2 separate regions of the Mus musculus genome follow, and region 2 is linked to region 1. Evidence: chromatin contacts called from public Micro-C data. All regions are on one chromosome and are shown on one strand. The core of a region is the stretch at or near the end of the contact, and the rest is flanking DNA. Distances in the headings are between cores, read along the strand shown.

Region 1 (6,204 bases), core at 807-3,306:
TACAAAAACAATTGAAATAAACAAACAAAAAAACCAGTCATTAGTACACCATAACTTTTCAAGGTTTAAATCTTATCTCCCCAACAAACTCCCCAATAAACTCATCAAGTCTTGGACTTTTCCAGCATATAGTTCTTAAAGATAATAAACATAAAAATATTCATTAACTTTGAAAAAGGAAAAGATCAATTTTCCACTAAGCTGAAGAAGGGAAAGATTTCAAATTATAATTTAAGACATGAATGAAGTATACTAGAATGGCCATTAATTCCAAAGACTCTTAATATCACTTACTGGCCAGGATCTGAGTCAGTGGTGCCCTCAGACTGCTGGCTGTAGGGTAGTGGGCACATCAACTCGGGAAGTAACGGGCAGTGTGCACCAGCAGAACACAGTGTAAGCAACATCCACCAAAGCACCCATGAAAACCAGGATGGGTTAATTATGGTTTTTTCAGGTCCTGAACTAACAGGGACACAGTGGGATGGAAGAATCTATCAAAGAAAGCACCTAGCTCAAGAAGCAAGGCACAGAGGCTGACCAAGCTTCATCTGACCTCGTTTGCACGAAGCTCAACGTTAAAAGTGACCTGTAGAAACTGGTCAGAAAAGCAGTTTGCTTGGTGAAGAACAATTATGGGTAGGATGGGACATTCGTTTTCAGGAGTGACCATTTACAAATGTGTGTCCAGATAAAAATCCTTTATAAAATGAAGCTGGAGCAAAGGCTCAGCAACACTGCTCTCAAACGTACAATAATTTGGGGGAAAAAAAAAGACAAAAAATTTTACATTAAAGGGCTAGGGAGATGGCTAAGCAGTTAAGGTCACTTATTGCTTTTACTGAGGGTCTGGGTTTTCTTCCTACTACCCACATGTCAACTCACAAGTGTCCTTAACTCCAGTTCCAGGAGATCGGAAGCCCTCTTCTGACCTCTGCGGGAACTAAGCAAGCCTGTGGTGCACATTACATACATGCAGGCAAACACTCATATGTATAAATTTTTAAAATAAAGCTTTAAAATTTCGCCTAATGGGAAAAAAAAATCCTTTTAACAACTCTAGGGATCCTGTCTGGATTCCGGGCTCGGCCTAGAGCATCACGGCCGATTGCCTTCATCCTTCAGACAGCCCCAAAAAGCCGACCAGTGTCAAAACCATCACCAAGCAAAGGTCCAAAAGCGACCGGGGCCTCAGGCCTCAGGCAGGCAAAACTCTGTATTGCTCCGAGTGGGGCAAGCTAAAGCGCGATGCAGATTACAAAGACCTTGTCCTACCTGCCCCCTCCCACTTCACAGGCACGAGGGACTCTTCCCTAAGCTGTTCTTGAGGGCAAGGCACTCACTCCAAGCTTTGTGAGGAGCGGGTATGTCAAGTTTATAGCTTGTAAAGAGTTCTTAAAGGGCGGAATGGGGGCGGGGGCACCTGCCTCGCCCTGCTGGACAGCTAACTGTGTAACGCCCCCAGCCAGACTGCCAGTGCACGTGCTTCCAGGTCAAAACTGCGGCCCTTGGGCAGGCGGCCGCGAGGTCGCAATGAATGACCCAGCCGCTCAGTCCGCGGCTCGACAGCGCTCCTCTGGAGCCTCCTCACAAACCTGTCAGGACTGCACCGCAGCCGCACCCGGCTGGAGCTCGCTCCACACCTTACAGCGGAGCAGCGCCGCCTGGGTGCTGTCAGACCCGGGTTCGGTTAACACCTCGGGCCGCACCGCCTCACCTTCCTGCTCGCGCCACCGAGAGACACTTTGGGCCTTGTCTTGAAGTCGCCTTCGAAGCTGAACATCTTCGCCGCTTATCCCATCTGCGCGGCCCGGCAGGCAGCGGAGCGGCCGGGGGCGGGCCCGGCGGGCTGGGCGGGGCCCGGCAGGGTCGCGGCCTCGCTGTCCCGCGCCGCCCCCCCCGAGGCTCAGCGCTCTCCGCCCTGCACGCGGGCGCGAGCGCGGCGACGCTGGAGGCCGGCCTGTCCCCGCTGCTTATTTATCCACAGCGCGCCACCGTCAAGCGAGGGACGCCCCGACTCGCGCCTGCACCGCGCTGCCGTAGGTACCAAGATGGTGACCGCCCGCACTGCGCGCGCGGTCCCGTGAACGTGCGCGGTCATCGACGGCGCGGCGCTCCTCCCGGCAGCCCCCGCGAGCGCGGGCACCGACGCCAGGGCCGCCATCGATAATACGGTGCTCCTCCCGGCAGCCCTTGGACTTGCCTGCGTGCGCGGCTCCGCGGGTGCAACATCCTTCCGCGCGTGCGTCATGCCACCAGACGATTTCCGCCGCCCGCCGCCCATTGACGCCGACCGGGTCGCGCGCACTGCTGGAGACCGGAAGCCCTGCATAAGAGGCCGCTTTCACCCTCCAGCTAGATGTGGGGGAACAGGTTACTAATGCAGAGACTCTACACCATGACAGACAGAGACGAATAATATATGTTATACGAACAAAGGTATTCGTGAACACACACCATACAAATACACAAATGCACACCAACAAATGAAAGTTATATTCATATATATATTCACATATTCATATATATATATATAAATGCATGCCAAATGTATAAATGCATCATAAATACATAATGCACAAATATACCCTATCATATATCTATACACTTATGCATGTTTAATATATGTATGTACATGTATAAAAACGTGCTATTACATATACATAAGCACAAACATAAATATACACAAAGTAATGTAAATGAATCGATGTCATATACAACATATATACATACACATATGTCATACAAACCAACATAAATATATATCATGTATGCATGCATATATACACATATACATATGCATAAAACAGTATGCATATACATAGAGTTTAACACAAATACATGCCATGGCATGCATAAAAAAAATATATATTATGCATATATGTCATGTACATGCACAGTATTATATAGTATATGCTCTGTGTACATACATATATGTTATGTATATTGTGTATACACAAGTATATATACAGATACATAAATATATCACATACACATGCATTACCATGTGCACATGATAGAAGACATCTTGTTTTGCTTTGTTTTTGTTTCTTCTTCAAAAGATTTATTTATATGTATGAATATTTGACCTGCATGTATATTACGTGTCTGTGAATTATGTGTGTGTGCTTGGTACAAGACAGTGCATTGGATCTCTTGGAACTGGAATTGCCATGTAGGATCTGGAACTGAAACCAGTTCTTCTGCAACAAGTGCTCTTAACTTATGAGCCATGTCTCCAGCACAGTTTAATTTTTTGTTTTTGAAATAAGGTCTCACTGTATAGCCCTAGCTGGCCTGGACCTCACAGTGATCCTCTATCCACTGCCTGTTAGTGTTAGGATTAAAGATCTGTACCACCATACAAGCCAGTCCTCTTTTTAATTAAAAAAATGTACATTTTAGTTTACTTAGTGTTTATGGGGTAGGGTGCATGCCATGATGTGCATGTGGAGGTCAGAGTACAACTTGTCTCTCTTTCCACTATATGGGTACCAGGAATCAAACTCAGGTCATAAGACTTGGTAGCAAGCAACTGGTACTTTTCATCTGTTCTATCATTTTACCAGTTCTCTCTCTCTCTCTCTCTCTCTCTCTCTCTCTCTCTGTCTCTCTCTCTCTCTCTCTCTCACTGGCTCTGTGTGTGTGTGTGTGTGTGTGTGTGTGTGTGTATGTACACATATTTGAATGTCAGAGGATAATTTATAAGAGTCTGTTCTCCACTACCAAGTGTATTCAAGAGTGTGAGTTCAGTCGTCAGGCTTGATGGGAAGCACATTTACTGCTGAATCATCTTGCCAACCTCAAGTTTAGTGCTGTATTGGCAACAGTGACAAGAGCCCCAATATTTTTGTAATTGTTTGAATAAATATGTAATGACTAAAAGGCCGGGGGAAGAGGTAGATCAAAATCCTATAGATACAGATTCCTACTTAACAGATGGTGTGACATTACTACACACTAAGGAAGCCATGGAGACAGAGCTCTCATTCTATTGAGAATTCAGAATGAATGCAGAACTACCTGCAACATGCCTTGGCAGTTTCTCTAATAAAGATTTTTTTGTTTTGTTTTTTGTTTTTTGTTTTTGTTTTGTTTTTCAAGACAGGGTTTCTCTGTATAGCCCTGGCTGTCCTGAACTCACTTTGTAGACCAGGCTGGCCTTGAACTCAGAAACCTGCCTGCCTGTGCCTCCCGAGCGCTGGGGTTAAAGGCATGTGCCACCATGCCTGGCTCTAATAAAGATTTAAACACAAATTCTTACCATATGAACTAGCAATTGTCCAGGAGTAAGGAGGGCTGTGACTGAAACCACACCTGAACATGACACTTGCAGCAGCTTTGTAATTGCCCAAATCTGGAAACAACCAAACAGCAAAAGGAGAGTAACTATTGTACAACACCTGAGATGGCCTTTGAGAACAGGATTTTACACTGATGAAACACTAGTGCCCAAAGGTCACACTGGTACCATGAAATTCCATTTAGAACAGAGCCACGGTATGAGAGTTGCAGGCAAGGTAGAGGAGAGCGCAATAGTCTCTGGTGCCAGGAAAATCAGTAGTTGTGATAGTGGTTGCACAAAAGTACACGTGACAAGGTGACCCAAGTCAGTTTGGGTGACACAGAACTATTTGGAGGAGACATTGAATGTGTTGTTATCTTGTTTGTGGCAGTGATACCATTGGGTGTATACTCAGAAATAATCAGTACACATTAAATACAGATATCTGCCCCTTCTACATAATTTCAAATACCTAAGTCAGTTATGGTTCAAAAATATTAAATGGAAAATTCCAGATACAAGAAAACTCACAAGTAGTTTTCTAAGTAATCGGATGAAATCTTACTGTTCTTCCTATAACCTGAATGATGCCCTCATTTAATATCCACATTTGCACTTGTTACCTTCCCATTAGACACTTAGCAGTCAGCTTTGCTATCATATCAGTTTTCACTTAATGCTTGTGAGGTTGTCAAATGCCTCTTTTGAGGGAAAAGGTGCAAGCCCATCAAGTATGTGTGGAAAACACTGTATGTATAAGGCTCAGTACTATCCATGCTTTCAGAGTTCCGCTGAGGCACTGAGGACTCAGCTTCATGCATTCAGGAACCAAAGTGTGAATAGTTCTTTGTATATTAATTGTATAGAAAACAACCAATAACTGTATAAATGCAGTGTCATTTGTGTATTGAGCCATGGTGATTTAAAGTATAATCATAGTCAGAGGCTAGATTCAGGATTTCCAAGGTACCTGAGATTACAAATGCTTCCCACTTTTGTCCTCATGTTTATGTAGCAAGCAGTGTTCTTGCAACATGCTGTGGATGTGGATGTGGTTGTGTGACTCAAAATAACAAATTTTAATTCAGCCTAAAATAATAACAAATTATTTACAACTGCATGGCAGGTGGTGTGTATAGACTAGGGATGGTTCATTTTATGTTTCCAGATGCTAAGGAATTTCTAGATGTTGTCTGCTAGTAAAACATTATTTTTGGTTGTGTCTGTGAAGGCATTTCCAGGAGAGATTAGCATTTGAACAGGACTGATTAAAGATCTGCTCACTTCTGTGGCCTGGCATCCTGTAGCCACTGCAAGTCTGACAAAGGGATGAAGGAGAGCAGATCCTATTAGTTCTCAAGCCAGGAAGCCCGTCTCCTGTCATCCACATCTTGGAGTTTCAGGATCATGGGTACTTGGGGGCTGCATCAGCCCCTAACCTCTGGTCCAGGCTGAACACTACCTGATCCTCTGGGTCTCTGGATCACAGATGCCAGAAATGACCCTTACCAGTGTCCATAATCACTTTGCTGAGGTCAGGTTGTGCCTTCCTCTAAGTTACTCCATATAGTGTAAAGGTGTTTTGTTGTTTTTGTTTTGTTTTACAAGCAACTTTTGACTCCAGATTGAGGGTGGTGGATGATTGTGGCCTGAATGAACGCACAAACCCCACCATCTGTCTGATACCTCCTATGTAACACAGGCTGATAAATTCATTATTCCTGGGAGTAGAAGAAATGTCATCCTGTAAATTTATGGGGGTGAATTGAGACTATAGGGGCACACAGGTGATTTAAAATCATATCAGAAAAACCAGGCCTATGAATTTACCCAACATGCCCGACTGCATAAAGGGTGTAACTTCCTCACCACCTCATAAAGTGGTGGACACCTAGCACTGTGATGGCACATAGCTCTAC
Region 2 (6,652 bases), core at 3,195-5,694, 110 kb before region 1:
ATAATAAAAAGGACAAAAATACTCAGGCATGGTAAGTTATACCTGTAAACACAACCCTTGAGATGGTGAGGAAGGAGGATTTTGAGTTTGGGGCCAGCCTGAACTATTTCAAACAAGAAAGGGCTGGGGGTGTAGCTAGCTCAATGGTAGGGTACTTGCCTACCGTAACTAAAGTCCTGTGTTCTAGTTCCAGCACTGCAAGAAAAAAGCAAACAAGGCTTGTCAGATGGTTCAATAGGTAAGTGCTTCCCACATGGCCTAATAATATGAATTTGATCCTTGGAACCCAAATAAAGGTAGAAGAATTGACTCTTAAGAAGTTGTCCTGACACCCCCCCCCCCATACATGGAACATATCACATATATACATATACAAACAAATATTGGGGTCTGGATGGCTCAGTGGCTAAGAACTTTGGCTGCCCTTCCAAAGTACCTGGGTTCAGTTCCCAGCACCCAACATGGTGGCTCACAGGGGTCTATATTTCAATTCCAGGTGATCCTACACCCTCAAAGATATACATTCAGACAAAACACTCACATAAAAAATAAATAAAAAGATCGCCGGGTGTAGTGGTGCACGCCTTTAATCCCAGCACTTGGGAGGCAGAGGCAGGTGAGATATCTGAGTTCGAGGCCAGCCTGGTCTACAGAATGAGTTCCAGGACAGCCAGGGCTATACAGAAAAACCCTGTCTCGAAAAACAAAACAAAAACAAAAAACCCGAATGGAAAAAAAAAGTTGCCCCCCGCCCCCTGTTATTTTTATTTTTTTTGTTTTTCAAGACAGGATTTCTCTGTATAGCCCTAGCTGTCCTGGAACTCTTTAGAGCTGGCCTCGAACTCAGAAATCCATTCTCTGCCTCCCAAGTGCAATTAAAAGTGTGAGCCACCATTGCCCCAGCCCCCTAGTTTTTAAATGTATATTTTATGTGTATGATGTCCTTGGAGGTCAGAAGAGGGTGTTGGATCTCCTGAAACTGAAATTACATACAGTTGTGAGCCATCATGTAGGTTCTGGGAATCAAACCTGGGTCTTCTGCAATAACAAGTACTTTTAACTACTCTCACTTCTTCAGAGACCTATATGATAAGTACTTTGCTTAATTAAAAAAAAAATGGCTCTGTTGGTCTTCCTATCTCCTCAGAGGCCACAATCCTTTCTCCTGTTCTCCCAGAAGAGTTCCCAAGCTCCATCTGCTGTTTGGCTGTAGCAGATGTGCAGCTTGGTCTTCATGTGGGTCCTGTGGAGCAGGGGCTGTCCCAAAAGCTGTTGCCTGTCTGTGGGATATGTTCCTCTAGCTGGGCTGCCTTGTCTGGCCTCGGTGGAGAGGATGTACAATGGTGGGAGGATACTAAGGGAGCCTCACTTGCTCAGAGAAGGGGAGGGGGATGGGGGGGAGTGGGTGACCATGAACAGGATGTAAAGTAAGTAAAATTTTAAAAAATAAAGGAAAGTGACAACCAAGAAGAAACTAAACTGGAGGGAAAAAATGTTTTGACAAGGGCTGGAGAGATGGTTAAGAGCACTGACTGCTCTCCCAGAGGTCTTGAGTTCAATTCCCAGTAACCACATAGTGGCTAGCAACCACCTGTAATGGGATCCAATGCCCTCGTCTGGTGTCTCTGAAGACAGCAACACCAACAGTGTACTCACATGCATAAATCCTTAAAAAAAATGTTTTGAGGAAGGAACAGAGGCATCCTACCTCCAGGGCAGTGCTCTTACTAGTGCTGCAGTATACTGGTATCACCTTGGGCCTTGGAACCTGCTGTCAGGCACAATCAGAAGGGAAAGCAGCCGTTACTGTCGTCATGGCATGCTAGGAGTGACAGGCATAGCGGTTGGAGAGATATACAGTGGTAAGGAGCACATAATTCTCTTCCAGAGGACCAGGTTTGACTCCCAACAAAAGCAAAAGCACAGACCAATGGAACAGAGCAAAGGAGCAGGGGACATATCTATACAACTACAACCACCTATTTCTGACAATAGTGTCAAAGGCATAAACAATAAAAGCAAAATGATGAAAGAGACACATCTTCAGCTGGGTGGCAGCAGTGATGGTGTACACTTTTAATGCCAGCACTCAGGAGGTAGAGGCAGGTACATCTCTGAGTTCAAGGCCAGCCTGGTCTACAACTGGTGAGTTCCAGGAGAGCCAGGGCTATACAGAAAAACTGCCTAGAAAAACAAAAATCAGAACAAAAACAAAAGAAAAAAAATGAAAAGAGAGCATTCTCAACAAATGGTGGTAGGAAAGCAAAAGTCCATATGTAGAAGAAGAAGACTTATATTCATAATTCTCATCCATGTACACAAATAAATTAAAAATGGATTGGCTTTAACCTTTTTTTTTTTTTTTTTTTTTTGGGTTTTGTTTTTCGAGACAGGGTTTCTCTGTGTCTCTGTGTAGCCCCGGCTGTCCTGGCACTCACTTTGTAGACCAGGCTGGCCTCAAACTCAGAAATCCGCCTGTCTCTGCCTCCCGAGTGCTGAGATTAAAGGCGTGCGCCACCACTGCCCGGCTCTTAACTAATATCTTGACTGATAAAAAGCCCTTGCAGTCTATTAACTTAGCAAACCACTATCTTCCACCATCCCCAAAGTTAAGACTGTCATCATATAGCATCTTGGGCCTATAGAAAAGCTTCCTCCATCTTGCCTCTTTGATGTACCCATAAACGTATCTAAAGCTGCCTTGACTTCTAACTTTCTTTATTCTGTAAAACTAATTCCCCATGAAACTGCTCCTGCATTAGAACATGGAATCTGAGGCAACCTGAATCACTTCTGGGCTACGGTTGCTCAGAAAGGCTCCAGAATAAAGCTTTTCTTTTCCCTTTAGGTTAAGTGCTGGGTTTTTGTTTTTGTTTTGGGTTGTTTTTCTACCGACTTCATTCCTTAGGCCTTAGCTATTCCTAATAGCAAGGCCTTGCTGCCTTCTCTTAACTTGCACACACCCAGCACACTTCAGTTCAAGATCTTTTCCTCTACTGTAGCAGAGGAAGCCTTGCTTTCAGCCTGAAGTTTCTTTTTTTTCTTTCTTTGAGACATGGTCTCAGTAGGTAGCCATAGCTAGACTGATACATAGTTCAGACTGGCTTAGGTCTTGTAGCATTTGCTCTTAAGACTCCTAAATGTGTGTCCCAATGTCTGGCCCTCATCATAGTTCTAACATGTCTCCACTAAACCTCATCATTTCCAGTTTTTGCTGTTTTTAAGATGCTGAGATACAAATCCGGGTTCTCACTCTTCTGTGACAAGTGCTTGTCCACTGTGGCCTACCCCTATCTCTTGCTTGAAAGAGTCAAAATGACTTTTTTTTTTTTTACTTCACACGCAGAGACCATTGTATAGTGACCAACCAGCCTGACATCAATATTTCTGTATTTGTGGGAACGGACATTTAAAGAGGGAGACATGGATACCACTTTCAGTAGTCAGAACATATTTATACATCAAGGTCACTATCCTGTCTGGGTTCAGCCTGTGGTGTCTCAAAAACAATTTCTTTCCTTTTCTTATTTTTCTCTTTCCTTTTTTAAAAAAGATTTATTTATTTATTTTATGTTTATGAATACACTATAGCTGTCCTCAGACACACCAGAAGAGGACATCCGATCCTATTACAGATGGTTGTGAGCCACCATGTGGTTGCTGGGAATTGAACTCAGGACCTCTGGAAGAGCAGTTAGCGCTCTTAACCACTGAGTCATCTCTCCAGCCCCCCTTATTTTTTCTTGAGTCAGGGTTTCTCTGTATAGCCCTGGCTCTCTTGCAAATTGCCTATAGACCAGACTGGCCTTGAACTCACAGAGATTCAGCTGCCTCTGCCTCCCAAGTGCTGGGACTAAAAGGGTTGTCACCACTGGCCTGGCCCAAAACATTTTTTTTTTTAATGCTTTTTTGAGACAGGGTTTGTCTGTGTAGCTCTGGCTGTCCTGGAACTCACTCTGTAGACCAGGCTGGCCTCAAACAAAGAAATCCGCCTCCCCCCCCCCCCCCCGCCCTCCCCCCACCCCTCCCACAAGTGCTGGGATTAAAGGCGTTCACCACCACTGCTTGGCCCAAAATTTTTTTTATAGGACTAACAAAGACTGTTGATCACAGGCAAGCATTACAGTGTCACAGTAGTACAGTAAGTTTGAGATGTGACAACTGCTAAACTTGCCAAAGACATTTAAGAGCCTACATTCATAGATGTAGTGCAGCCTGTAGATACTGTGGAACCTGTTAAGTATACTCATTTCAAGTATGCCCATGCCTAGAGTCACACAACCCTCATGTTTCTGGAACAGAGGCTTCCATGTGTTTGGTGAACTTCTGCACTGCACCTCTGGGCCCCCAGTCTGTTTAGGTCACTACCCAACACCACAACTTAAGACCAGCTGGGCCAGCTCCAATGCAGTGCTGTCTAGAGAGTATGGGATCTTCTTTTAGAAGGCCTGTGGCTCTTGGAGTGGGTGGGGTTAAGTCTGCCCTAGAGGCATTGACACTAGTGTATAATAGACTATGATGACAGTTTGTTTCCTGTTGTGTGTCTAGGTAGATGTGAGTGAATGAGCAGTGGGCTCTTAATTTTCATTTACTCATAAAGTTTTAATCTTACGCTGTTTTCAGCAAACTTTTCTCTTTACTATAAGAACTACTGAGCATAAACACAAGGTGCCAGCAGCTCAGTACACTAGAGCCCACACTGGGTACCTCCATACAAGCTGTGCCCACTTAGTGACAGTATACACCTGGTACTTATGATGTGGTTGGAACAGACACCAAAGCAAACGCTCTCTAATCACGTAACAGCCCATGAGAAACACCTGTATCACCAACCACCAGCCCAAAGTCTCAAAAAAAAAAAAAAAAAAAAAAAAAAAAAGAAAAGTCACCCAAAGTAAGCAAACTAGGACCAAACACAAAGGCACCTAGAACAATGAGGAAATGAGAACCTTCCTTTTGGCCGGGCGGTGGTGGTGCACACCTTTAATCCCAGCACTTGGGAGGCAGAGGCAGGCGGATTTCTGAGTTCGAGGCCAGCCTGGTCTACAAAGTGAGTTCCAGAACAGCCAGGGCTACACAGGGTGTCTTGAAAAACCAAAAAAAAGAGAATCTTCGTTTTGGAAGATTTTTTTCTCAGTAATTTAATATCAGACCCATTGAGAGTTAGCACCTGAGCACCTTACTTCTGGTGGTTATTCCAGGGACCACAGGCTGCGTGGCTTCCTACACTGTAGATATATGACCTGGAAAAGTAAGTCTACTACAGCAGAACACAACTGACCAGTGATCTGGGGCAAAACTCCAACACAATCTTGGGGAAAAGATTTAATGTAAATATTCACCCATTAGGATGTACAAATAAATAAGCTCAGAAGAGCCAACAGAAAAAAAATACAAACTGCCAATTTATCTCCAGTCTCAGATACTTCAATTCTAAAACACTAATACACAAATTAACTCATAAAAAGATGTAGGACATTCAATATAAACATCCCCAAACAAAAAACAAAATCAAGGATAAATGCTATTTCTTCCTATGTATCAAGACTACAAATAGCATTTAAATACTTTATTATTCAAATTAAGAAATTATACATTTTGTCTGATAATTGTCATTGTCTTAAAAGTGTCATTCAGTTTTCCCACATTTAAAAGTATATTGCTAATTCTGTTCACCTAACTCCAACAGCACAAAGAGCCTCCAGGCACAGATGCTGGACTTAGACGAGAAGCAGAGTCTGGAGTCCTCACCAGCTCCATGATGATCCTTGTATGCTAGCCTCTCAGATGCTTCCCTGCTTTGTTTGCAGAGGCTGAGGTCAACTGGCAACAAGTTTGACCCTGATAAAGTGCCCAAGTGAGAATCACCTGGCCTGATGCTCTTCCCTGGCAGATGCCAGGGATGCTGTCTTCTTATCAAGACAGCGGCAGAAAGCAGAGGTGCTGAGGCCTGGGATAAGTCCCCCCAAGATGCGCAAGATGATGGGCACAGCCAGGCTAGGAGGGCATATGGATCACGGAGAGACGCAGCCCGCCACTTTGGTTCAAATGACTTTAATAAAAGCTGCAGTGCCCACATCCCCAGTTGCCAACTCACTGCAGGTGACACGGTACCTCAGGAAGTGTAAGGACCCTTCTCCTCCACCTCCTGGAAAGCTTTCCAGGCATAAAGCAGAGACAGGCAAAGAGCAATGAGGGCAGCAGTCACCTCAACCCACACAGCCATGTCCAAACCTCATGAGGCAGGTCAGTAGGAGTCTGAAGACAAGCATGCGATTCCCACCTGGGGGACATGGCTTAAAAAGCACAAATAAAATAATACTAGTGTTATCCATTTTCCAAACCTAACCACTTTGGGAAAAGGCAGCAGGAAAAATGCCTTCAGTTTTTACAATTAGGCTTGTAAACAATCAACCACATGAGAAGCAGTGGCTTGGCTCTGTGTATCAGCCCCAGATTCTGTATGCAGATACTGGTGCCTGACCCAAGAAGGGATATAAACTGGGTCAGCAAGGCCAAAGCTTCATCTTTGGTTAATTTCACTGAGTTGCCACTATTCTAAAACCTGTGCTCTTCTTGGCAAAATTACTAAACCAGCCACATAGCACATAACAATAGCTAGGTTATGTGAAAAGCAATGTCCATCTATGTA

Evidence for each region. Hi-C and Micro-C count contacts between places; a contact is called where the count stands out from the background.
Region 2: a contact with region 1 is called in a Micro-C map of trophoblast stem cells, with 2.2 times the contacts expected there. The contact joins the enhancer-like site here to the promoter of Ube3c in region 1. A contact is called at or near these places in 9 of 39 promoter capture datasets (the HPC-7 cell line, cranial neural crest, embryonic stem cells and 4 more), 4 of 15 datasets of contacts at CTCF or cohesin (the G1E-ER4 cell line, embryonic stem cells, pro-B cells and 1 more), 34 of 484 Hi-C or Micro-C datasets (the Ba/F3 cell line, the G1E-ER4 cell line, the HL-1 cell line and 12 more), 7 of 115 datasets of contacts at active chromatin or transcription factors (Th17 cells, bone marrow-derived macrophages, embryonic stem cells and 1 more) and 2 of 9 other capture datasets (liver and pancreatic islet).

What each region holds. Positions count from the first base shown.
Region 1 is chr5:29,565,094-29,571,297 of GRCm38.p6, reverse strand. Ube3c (ubiquitin protein ligase E3C) reads right to left here and starts at 2,056. Exons shown (of 23, transcript NM_133907.3): 1 at 1,718-2,056. The coding sequence starts at 1,783.
Region 2 is chr5:29,674,728-29,681,379 of GRCm38.p6, reverse strand. It overlaps Ube3c (ubiquitin protein ligase E3C), which reads right to left. Exons shown (of 23, transcript NM_133907.3): 23 at 5,303-6,652. Among named protein-coding and RNA genes, the nearest start is that of Gm42245, 22 kb to the left of the region's middle. Within about 2 kb of position 4,444, at least 12 of the 459 cell types and tissues checked have an H3K27ac peak or open chromatin away from gene starts, as enhancers often do. A contact at or near this core is called in the P5424 cell line and trophoblast stem cells, where this site is marked.